3 separate regions of the Mus musculus genome follow, and regions 1 and 3 are each linked to region 2. The links are chromatin contacts, called in public HiChIP or PLAC-seq maps. All regions are on one chromosome and are shown on one strand. Each heading gives the region's core, a stretch centred on a gene start, on an enhancer-like site or on the middle of the called end of the contact. The rest is flanking DNA. Distances are from core to core; before and after follow the strand shown. Region 1 overlaps Zmiz1 (zinc finger, MIZ-type containing 1). Region 2 holds the start of Ppif (peptidylprolyl isomerase F (cyclophilin F)). Region 3 holds the start of Zcchc24 (zinc finger, CCHC domain containing 24).

Region 1 (2,700 bases), core at 26-2,525, 65 kb after region 2:
CCTTGCATAGTCCTAGCACTTGGCATAGCATTTAGTAAGAACTACGCAGCCAACACATGACTAACAGGTTGCAGTGCGGCACAGACAGAAATAGCTCGGTACATGAGAGTATGGGAGACGGTCAGTCATCAAGCACTCCATCTGAAAGCCAGGCTGTAGAGCTGGTGCAAGGCCCCTCCCGGACTGCAAGCCAGTCTCCATGGCACTGTCACCAGATAAAACCTATCACAGAGTCCACTGACACATTTCATGCCATGCATAGCCACGGACGGCTAATGAGACTTTATAAATATAAGCCTCTTACAGAAACAACAGCGTAGGTGACTTAAGGACAGCTGCCACCTTCATGTCATCTGTCCTGGCACCAGTGCTGATGGTGTCTGTACATCCACTATGTGGTACCCACAGAGGAAAGGCCACCTCTTATCCCTCTAGGTGGGGCCAGATCACACTCTCACCTTCTCCTCTTTCATCTCCCAAGCACAAAGTCTTGGTCCCAAAACCAGGTGGCTGGGAGTCTCTAGCCTGGGCTGGCCACTCTAGAACGTATCAGGGATTCACAGGCCTCGGCTCACCCCTTCATTCTGCGTGTGAAATGGTGAGACAGCAAAACTCCTCTTGTTTACAGACAAGGATCTGAGGATTCTCGAGGCAATAGACCAGGCTTAACTGTGGAAGCTCACAGGAGAAGCATCAGGCTTCCTCCCTCCTGAGGTCAACATTAAACAAATTCAGATTCTGGCAAGTGGAGTATCCTGCAGGATAAATTCACTGGTTTTCCCTGTTGCCTTCCTCTGAAGGCCTTCCAAGGCTGAGACATCTGACAAACAGAAAACGAACCTGGTCCCTTGTGGGTCTGTCTTTCCCACACTCTAGGAGAATCACATAAACATACACAGATGCTCAAAGCTGTCCACTTGGCACCTTTATGTTTGATACTCCCTGGGGTGGGCAGTGCCATCTCTGGCACCCAACAGTGGCCACATCCAGTGCTTCTCTACAAGGCTGACCTCCGACCCACGTTTCACCTTGATCTCTACCTACTCCCGCCTCATCTCTTGTGCCAGCCTATTGAGGCTCACCCTCTGTAGGGGCACTGAGCACAGGGCCTGTCCACACAGACCATCTCTGAAAGGCTCTTGGCATTTACCCTATTGTGCCCTGAAGGGCGTGGGAGGGCACCAGGAGCCAGGCCTCCTGCTCTCATGGCATGGCTCCCTTGTAAGAGTCAGTAGGTTGGACTTGTGTCCTGAGGAACTGAAATGTCTGCAGAGCTGTCTCTTGGCTTCCTTCCTGCTGGCCTCTGTAGGGGGGCCCCAGCAATGGAGGAATGGTCCCACTCTCTGCCTTGGGAGGAACCCACAAAGGAACCCCGTGACCATGAAGGAGATTCTAGTCTTGGGCTGGGGCAGGTAGCTCTGAGTCACTGATCCGGTAAAGCAGCCTTAGGCTCTGCAGGCACATTTGTCTACAGGAAGGGTGGCCATTCTGACCCTACTCACCCTGCTGCAGTGGATGGGGAAGATCTGCCAGCCACCACGCTTCCTTCCCCCACCCCCTCCCCAGCTACTTCACACTCTCAGTTTGACTCCCATGCCTTGAGGTCTGCCCAAGAGCTATACTGTATTGGAGGAAGGGGGCAAGGGGTGTGGGTGGATTCAGAAGATCAGGACAATGACCCTGCCACTGGTACCTAGGACTTCCCTTTTATGTCCCTCATCTGGGACATCAAACCCATCACTAGGAGACACTGAAGTACCATCCTAGTTTCTCATCTGAGCTGAGCTCAATACCTGTGTGGCCAAGAGTGGCTTTTGTCCCTTTCTAAGTTCAGGAGGGTGTGTGGGTAGGTGGGAAGAACTTGGCAGCCTTAGCAACAGGGGGTCAGGACTTCTTGGTGGTCACAGGGAGCTGGACTTTGGTGGTGCTGACAAAAGCCCCTGGTTTTCTGTGGAGGAAGTACTCCTGAGGAATTGCCACACTCTTGCCAGGCCTTTCTCAGTAAGGTGTTGGCCTAAGCTTCTGGTTTTCCCAGATCACTCTCACCTTCTGTTCCCTGCTTTGCCAGCCCCGGCACTGTGTGGTGTGAGAGGCAAGATGGCAGAAGCTGCCTGCTGACACACTGGCTGGGAACCCTTCCATTTATCCCTCATTCTTATAGAAGCTTAGGCCCCACAGGCCAGGACTGGTCAGGTCTGGTCCCCTAACTGCTCCTCAGGCTGGGACAGTGTGTGCTTAAAGAATCCTATGGAGTGACCCAGCCTGGAGTAGCTTCAGGCTACTCCTCCCACCTCCACCCCTGCCTCTAGAACACTCCCTCTTCCCAAGGGCTCTATGGGTGACAGAAGCTGGAGTCTCTAGGTGTGTGAACACACCCTGGGAACTGAACTCTGAGGAACCTTAGAGCCTGCAAGGCTGATTCCCAAACCGGTTTGGCTGTTCCTTGCCTTGTGGAGGCTGTCCGGGGCTGAGCAAGAGGAGACTCAAGAAGATTCCTGAAGAGTTGAGCCTCTGGGGGCCTCAGAAGAACCCAGTCTGAAAAGTTCCCTGCACATTTCCCATTACCATCAGGTCAGCCTATATAGTTCAGGCTCAGATGCTAAGACTGCAGTGCCAAGTCAGGGGAGAATGTTCATCAGGAAGAGAATGTCCTACCCTTAGGATGGTTTCATCTCTACAAAGTGTCCTCTCAAAGTACTG
Region 2 (2,769 bases), core at 232-2,731:
CAACAAGGTCCAGAGAGGGACAAAAGGCTGCCTCAGGGTACTCATCAGCTGTGCTTAGGTTGAGACTCCCATATGGTCATAATCTAAGTCCTAACTCCATGCCAAGCCCACCAGCCTTGCCGGGCTCACTTTCCACGTAAGCCTTACCTGCAGTCTTTGGCACGACATCTGCCTTTAACTATGGTGAAGGAAAAGGAACAGAAAAGGATGGTCAGTCCAGAAGCAGGTGCAAAAAAGATCCCCCTCACCATTCACACCCAGAGGCCAGGGCATCATGACAAAGAAGAACAGGGCCATTCCCTTCCATGACCACCAACCCTCCTCGGAACTGCCAAAGCCACTATCGTTTCTGCCAGCTGCTTCCTGAACCCAACCAAAGCTTGCTTGAGACAGCCTTAGTTTCTTATCCGAAGAAACTAGTGCCATCCTGGCCCACTTCCGGGACAGAAATGTCAGCTGGAGGCCCTCGGCATGAGTCCCTGGACCAAGAGTAAGTATCACATTAGAATTAGCTGACCTTCCTCAGTGCTGGGGGAAACTGAGGCTCACAGAAGGGAAGGAGGGGACCGTCATCCAAGCCTGCCTCATGCCTCTCAACTTCTCTTAAGAATCCCTCTTCACCAAACAGAGTTGGGGAGGTACTCCTCATTTTCCAAACGAGGAAAATGAGGCATAATAAAAAATGCCAGCTCCCCTCCCCCAGTAGATCGGCAGTCTAACTGGTACCTTTGTTCAAAGCAGAACAGCCTAAAGGCTCCTGGGATGGCCTCCTGATAACCTTGGTGTCTGTTTCCTACTTTTCTTTTTAAGGGTCAAATCTCAGGGAATGGAGAGGGCTTGGGCAGCCAGAACCTTCTCACTTGCATTCCCTGTGTCTCCTCTTAGGCAACCAGGCCTTGGGGGCGGATCCGGAGTGCGCTCAGGCCACCACGTGAGCACCTGGCAACACCTGGACCTCAGCTACCCACCCCAGAGCTCTGGGTCCAACCTCGGACGCAGAGGGTCTAGGAAGCCCAACGTCGGTCCAGGCCGGTCAGTGGGCTGTCACTCAGTACGATCTGACCTTGACCTTTTCCTCCACACCCCCCAGGGTTTTGAAAAGCCCCGAACGGACCAAGCTGATGCCGCCTCTTCTGAGAGAGGGAAACTGAGGCTCAAGGTCACCTGATGTGCCAGGCACAGTACAGGGCCCGGGAAGTCCAGGTTTTCCAAATGTCCAAGCCTCACCTCCAGCACCACGCGGCCGAGCGGCTGTCCATCGGCGCCCACGTCCAAGTACACGAGCGGGTTCCCGGAGGAAGAGTTCGCGCCGCGGGCTCCGCCGTCGCTGCAGGTACGGGTCGCGGAGAGGAGCAGCGGCGCGGAGCGCGGGCCGGAGAGCAGACCGAGCAGGCGGGGGCCGCAACGCAGCGCTAGCATCGCTGTCGCGGGTCGGGCGAGGGCGCGCGGAAGAACTCAGAGCAGACACAGGCAAGGTCGTACGACCCAGGAAGCGATACCTAGGCCGCGCGCCGCCGCCTTTATTGGTCGGCTGGCTTCGAGACCACGCCCCCCTCCACGCCTCCGCCGCGCCCCCTCGGAACCTGTTCGCTAGCGTCCCCTGCCGGTTGCCGCTGGCAGCGTAATCGGCTCGTGCGTTGTGCCCCGCCCTCCATCCCTACACACTGAGCCGGAAGTCCTTTGAAAGTGCTTCTAGATCAAGAGAAAGGTTGATCCTGAGATTCAGAAAGACGTGGGGGGGTGTAGGTGGGGGAATCTGAGGTGGCTCAGAAAGGGAGAGATAACAGAAAGAACAGAGAAGCAGAGATACAGTCTAAGACACCCACAAGGTGACCTCAGGCTGCCGGCTCCAGGGCTGAGTTTGTCTCCTTTTGCTTCTAGAGACCAGATCCTCCGCCAGGACTGAAAATACAGTTTGCCGAACCAATAGTGCATCTGCCAGGCCTCAGTCCCAGCCCACTCTGACAGCCCTTGTCTGTTCCCACCACCTCCAGCCAGGCCAGCAGAGTGCGGGGCTAGATTTACACCCCCTGGAATGCCCCCTAGATTTACATTCACCTGGAATAAACTTCCTTGCCAACTGCACCACACCTGCAGGTAACTTCCTAAGCAACCATTCTCTAGGGATGCCAGGAAGTTGGCAGTGTGTGATATAAAAGGAAAGGAGCCTGCAGAAGAGCCACAGGCAGGACTTTAAACCCTGGTGCACTGGGCACAGCACCAGCCTGGGAATCAAATGAATGCCAGCCAGCGAGAGCATGTGAGCCAACACAGTTAGGAAACTGAGGCTCAGAAAGAGAAAAAGGCTCTAACTAGGGCTAGAAAACCCTGGTTCCCTACTGCTGGATTCAGCCAGTCCTGCAACCAAGGAAGCGATGAGAAATTACCCTGCTTTCTACTCATACCTGTTCTGAGGATAAACAAACAAGAGAGAGAAGCATTTGTTAACTGTTAAATGCTGTTCTGTGTTCAACAGCGATGGGCATAGCCTAGACTGTGTGCTCAGAGCATAGCGGGGAATCTCCAGTGCAAGGTCCCAAGGTCCTGAGAGGCGGGAGCAGGAAAGGAGCTGAGAGCCTTAGGAGCCGGGGAGCCTGGCCTGTCCCACCCAAGATTCAGTTGGGGGGTGTGTGTGTGTGGAGAAGCCATGCTGGTCCAAGTAGTCTATGAAATCAGGGCATGCTCCCCGCCTCACACATGGCAGCCTGAACCCTCTTGTGATGGTCCACAGCTCTCTGCTTTGTGCTACTGGCCTTGATGGGTTGTATA
Region 3 (2,700 bases), core at 154-2,653, 75 kb before region 2:
TGACACAGGCTAGCTCTCTGTCACACTGAAAGCTGTTGAATTCAAGCATCTACAGATGTGCTGAGGTGTCCTGGCTTGGTGACTGGTTGGGGGACAAAGGACCTTCCTGAAACAGCTTCTATTTACTGAATCTATTTTTCCACTCAACAGCTACCCAGTATGAATATAATCATTCCCATAGTACAGAGAACACAGGCTGGTTGGCAGAGGGGAGGTGGCTCATCAGAAGTCCATTTACTGGCATTTTAACACCAGGCTGAATGGCTTCAGGGCCAAATGAGGTGAAGGTGACTTGAGTCCCCATAGGGCAGTCAGTTCCTCTGAGTTGGCACTGAGAGGTTGGACCTGGTTCTTGGGTCCCAGGATATGGGGCAGCACACACCATTCTGGGACTGTGAGGTGAATGAAGGCCTCAGGATCTGGGAAGCCACTGGCTAATGCGGGCTCCTCCAGGAAAATGTGGGTTTCCGAGATCTTGTAGGCCAGGGTCCTGGAACCCCTTCAAGACACTAGGGAGAGCTGACGCTGGACCCAGGGAGCAGAAGAGGAGAGAAAAGCCAGCCTGGAGTAGAAACAGGAGAAGTGGAAGAGATGGGAGGGGGTGTAAGGGGGGAGGAGAAGGGGAGCCCTTCCTTGGGCAGGAACCTGGGGCCCCCCTCAGCGCAGGCTGTCCGCAAAACGATTCTGCAGATGGAAGGAATTAAGTGGGAGGGGGAGGGTCCTATGGTGATAGCGCGAGGAGTGTGTGTGTGTGTGTGTGTGTGTGTGTGTGTGTGTGTGTGAGTGTGTGTGTGTGTGTGTGAGTGTGTGTGTGTGTGTGTGTGTGTGTGTGTGTGTGTGTGTGTGTTTGAGGGAAGCGAGGGAGACAGAAGGAAGCTTCAAACGAGACACGTTTAAAGTGTCGTTAGAGAACATCGAGACAGTCACAGAAACACAATCGGACTAACAGCAAGAGGAGGGACTGGGAGAAGGAAAAGCTGCAAACGCCTAATTAACTAGAGAGCTCCTGGGAAGTGATGGGAACCAGCATACAGTAGAACCAACTGAATGTTTGGGCCCAATTGATTCTGAGCTCCTAGGCTGGGGAGCTGAGCTGACCCCGGGGCGGAGGGGGGAAATTCGGGAGGGGCCGCTCCTGGTGTGGGGGTCGGCGGCGTGCTACATGTGCGGACCCGCCTTCTTTCTTGTCTTGCCCCTCCCCCACATTCATATTCAATAAGACAACCAATGGGGGAGCGAGGATAGGACCGAACTGGCCGGGGTGGGGCGGGGTCTCTGTGGACCCCACCCTAGGAGCGGTCCCCGGAGGGGTCAGCGCAGAGGCAGATAGCGGATCCCCGGGCGAGGCGGGGCTGGCAGCAGGCGGGGCGGGGCCAAAAGTTTCCTGCCCAACTTTCTCTGCCTCTTTCCTCCGCCCGTGCGCGCCCACTGCTGCAGTTCGGGGAGGCGGCGGCGGCGGCGGGCGGCTGCGGGCAACGCGCGGGGCGCGGGACGCGGGGCGGATAGCCGTCGGGGCCGGGGCGGCTGGCAGTGGGCACAGGCTCCCCGGTGCCCGCCCCTCCGCCGGGAGGGGGGCGCGAGCGGGCGGCCGGGGAGGGGCCGGCACCGCCACGGCAAAATGAGCCTGCTGTCTGCCATCGACACGAGCGCCGCCTCGGTGTACCAGCCAGCCCAGCTACTCAACTGGGTCTACCTGTCGCTTCAGGACACACACCAGGCTAGTGCCTTCGATGCCTTCCGGCCCGAGCCTCCCGCCGGCGCCGCGCCCCCGGAGCTGGCCTTCGGCAAGGGCCGCCCGGAGCAGCTGGGTTCTCCCCTGCACTCCAGTTATCTTAACAGCGTCTTCCAGCTGCAGCGCGGAGAGGTGGGTGCCCCAGCGCGCGCCAGCCCGGCGCTCACTGTTTCAGGCCCCTCTTCTATCTGTTCCGCTCTTCCTGGCATGGCCCAAGCCGGCCCCGCATTGCCCAGTTCGGCTTGGCTTGACTTCGATCAGCTCTGCCAAATTTGCCGCCCGAAGTCCCTGGGGCACCAGGAGCGCGTCACCTCCCGGCAGAGCCTCCCGGAGCAGCTCAGGCCTGGGCAGGGCCCTCCCGCCCCCTCTCCGAGTTTGGAGCCCTGCTCCTAGTAAGCAGGCTCAAGGGTGTCTCCGGATTCTCTGCAGACTGCCGGGGTGCGGCTAGGGCGGGGAGCCCCTTCCTAGTCTTTCCTTCGCCCAACCTTATGAACTTTTCTGGCTGCCATTCTCTGGGACGGAGGATTGCAGAACCTGCTCTGAACTCTGAAAGGGCCTAAAAGAATCCTCCCACCGACCTCCATAGTTCTTAACCTGGAGGGCTCCCTGGAAAGTAGTTGCTCTTCCAGGGGCTTTTTCTCCTGTTCCCACCACTTGGGAACCCCTAGATCCACCCTGCAGCTGCTTGCCCTCCCCCAGGCACATAGGAAGTGGTTTCTGAGGGCTTGACCTAGCAGACTGTTCTGTCCCCTGCCTTCCCAGGCTGGAAGGAAATGAAAGGGAAATCCTTGGGGGGCGGGGGGGGGAGGGTTAGGCTGTGGCGATGGGAGGGCTCCAGCTGCCTAGTGCCTTCTCCCAAAACCTGGGATGTGTTGCAAAGGCTGCCTGCTCAATGGATTCGGTTACAAAGTCTACTGGACAGTGCATGTTACCAGCTAGATAAATACACAGGTGGCCGTGACCTCCCA

The links. HiChIP or PLAC-seq counts read pairs in DNA pulled down with a chosen protein or histone mark.
Region 1: a contact with region 2 is called in a CTCF HiChIP or PLAC-seq map of CD8 T cells, with 8 read pairs. The contact joins the enhancer-like site here to the promoter of Ppif in region 2. A contact is called at or near these places in 7 of 39 promoter capture datasets (cranial neural crest, frontonasal cranial neural crest, hematopoietic stem and progenitor cells and 4 more), 1 of 15 datasets of contacts at CTCF or cohesin (CD8 T cells), 2 of 484 Hi-C or Micro-C datasets (bone marrow-derived macrophages and nephron progenitors), 6 of 115 datasets of contacts at active chromatin or transcription factors (CD8 T cells, the SCID.adh cell line, double positive thymocytes and 2 more) and 2 of 9 other capture datasets (embryonic stem cells and pancreatic islet).
Region 3: an H3K4me3 HiChIP or PLAC-seq map of embryonic stem cells shows a contact between it and region 2, with 34 read pairs. The contact joins the promoter of Zcchc24 here to the promoter of Ppif in region 2. A contact is called at or near these places in 1 of 39 promoter capture datasets (embryonic stem cells), 11 of 484 Hi-C or Micro-C datasets (the C2C12 cell line, embryonic fibroblasts, embryonic stem cells and 6 more), 8 of 115 datasets of contacts at active chromatin or transcription factors (the SCID.adh cell line, bone marrow-derived dendritic cells, effector CD8 T cells and 3 more) and 3 of 9 other capture datasets (adipose tissue, embryonic stem cells and liver).

Annotation. Positions count from the first base shown.
Region 1 is chr14:25,627,431-25,630,130 of GRCm38.p6, reverse strand. All of the region lies in intron 6 of Zmiz1 (zinc finger, MIZ-type containing 1), which reads right to left. Among named protein-coding and RNA genes, the nearest start is that of Gm45915, 25 kb to the right of the region's middle. Within about 2 kb of position 1,275, at least 40 of the 459 cell types and tissues checked have an H3K27ac peak or open chromatin away from gene starts, as enhancers often do. A contact at or near this core is called in CD8 T cells and memory CD8 T cells, where this site is marked.
Region 2 is chr14:25,692,882-25,695,650 of GRCm38.p6, reverse strand. It overlaps Ppif (peptidylprolyl isomerase F (cyclophilin F)), which reads right to left and starts at 1,481. Exons shown (of 6, transcript NM_134084.1): 1 at 1,228-1,481; 2 at 148-178. The coding sequence starts at 1,419.
Region 3 is chr14:25,767,775-25,770,474 of GRCm38.p6, reverse strand. Zcchc24 (zinc finger, CCHC domain containing 24) reads left to right here and starts at 1,403. Exons shown (of 4, transcript NM_001101433.2): 1 at 1,403-1,864. The coding sequence starts at 1,619.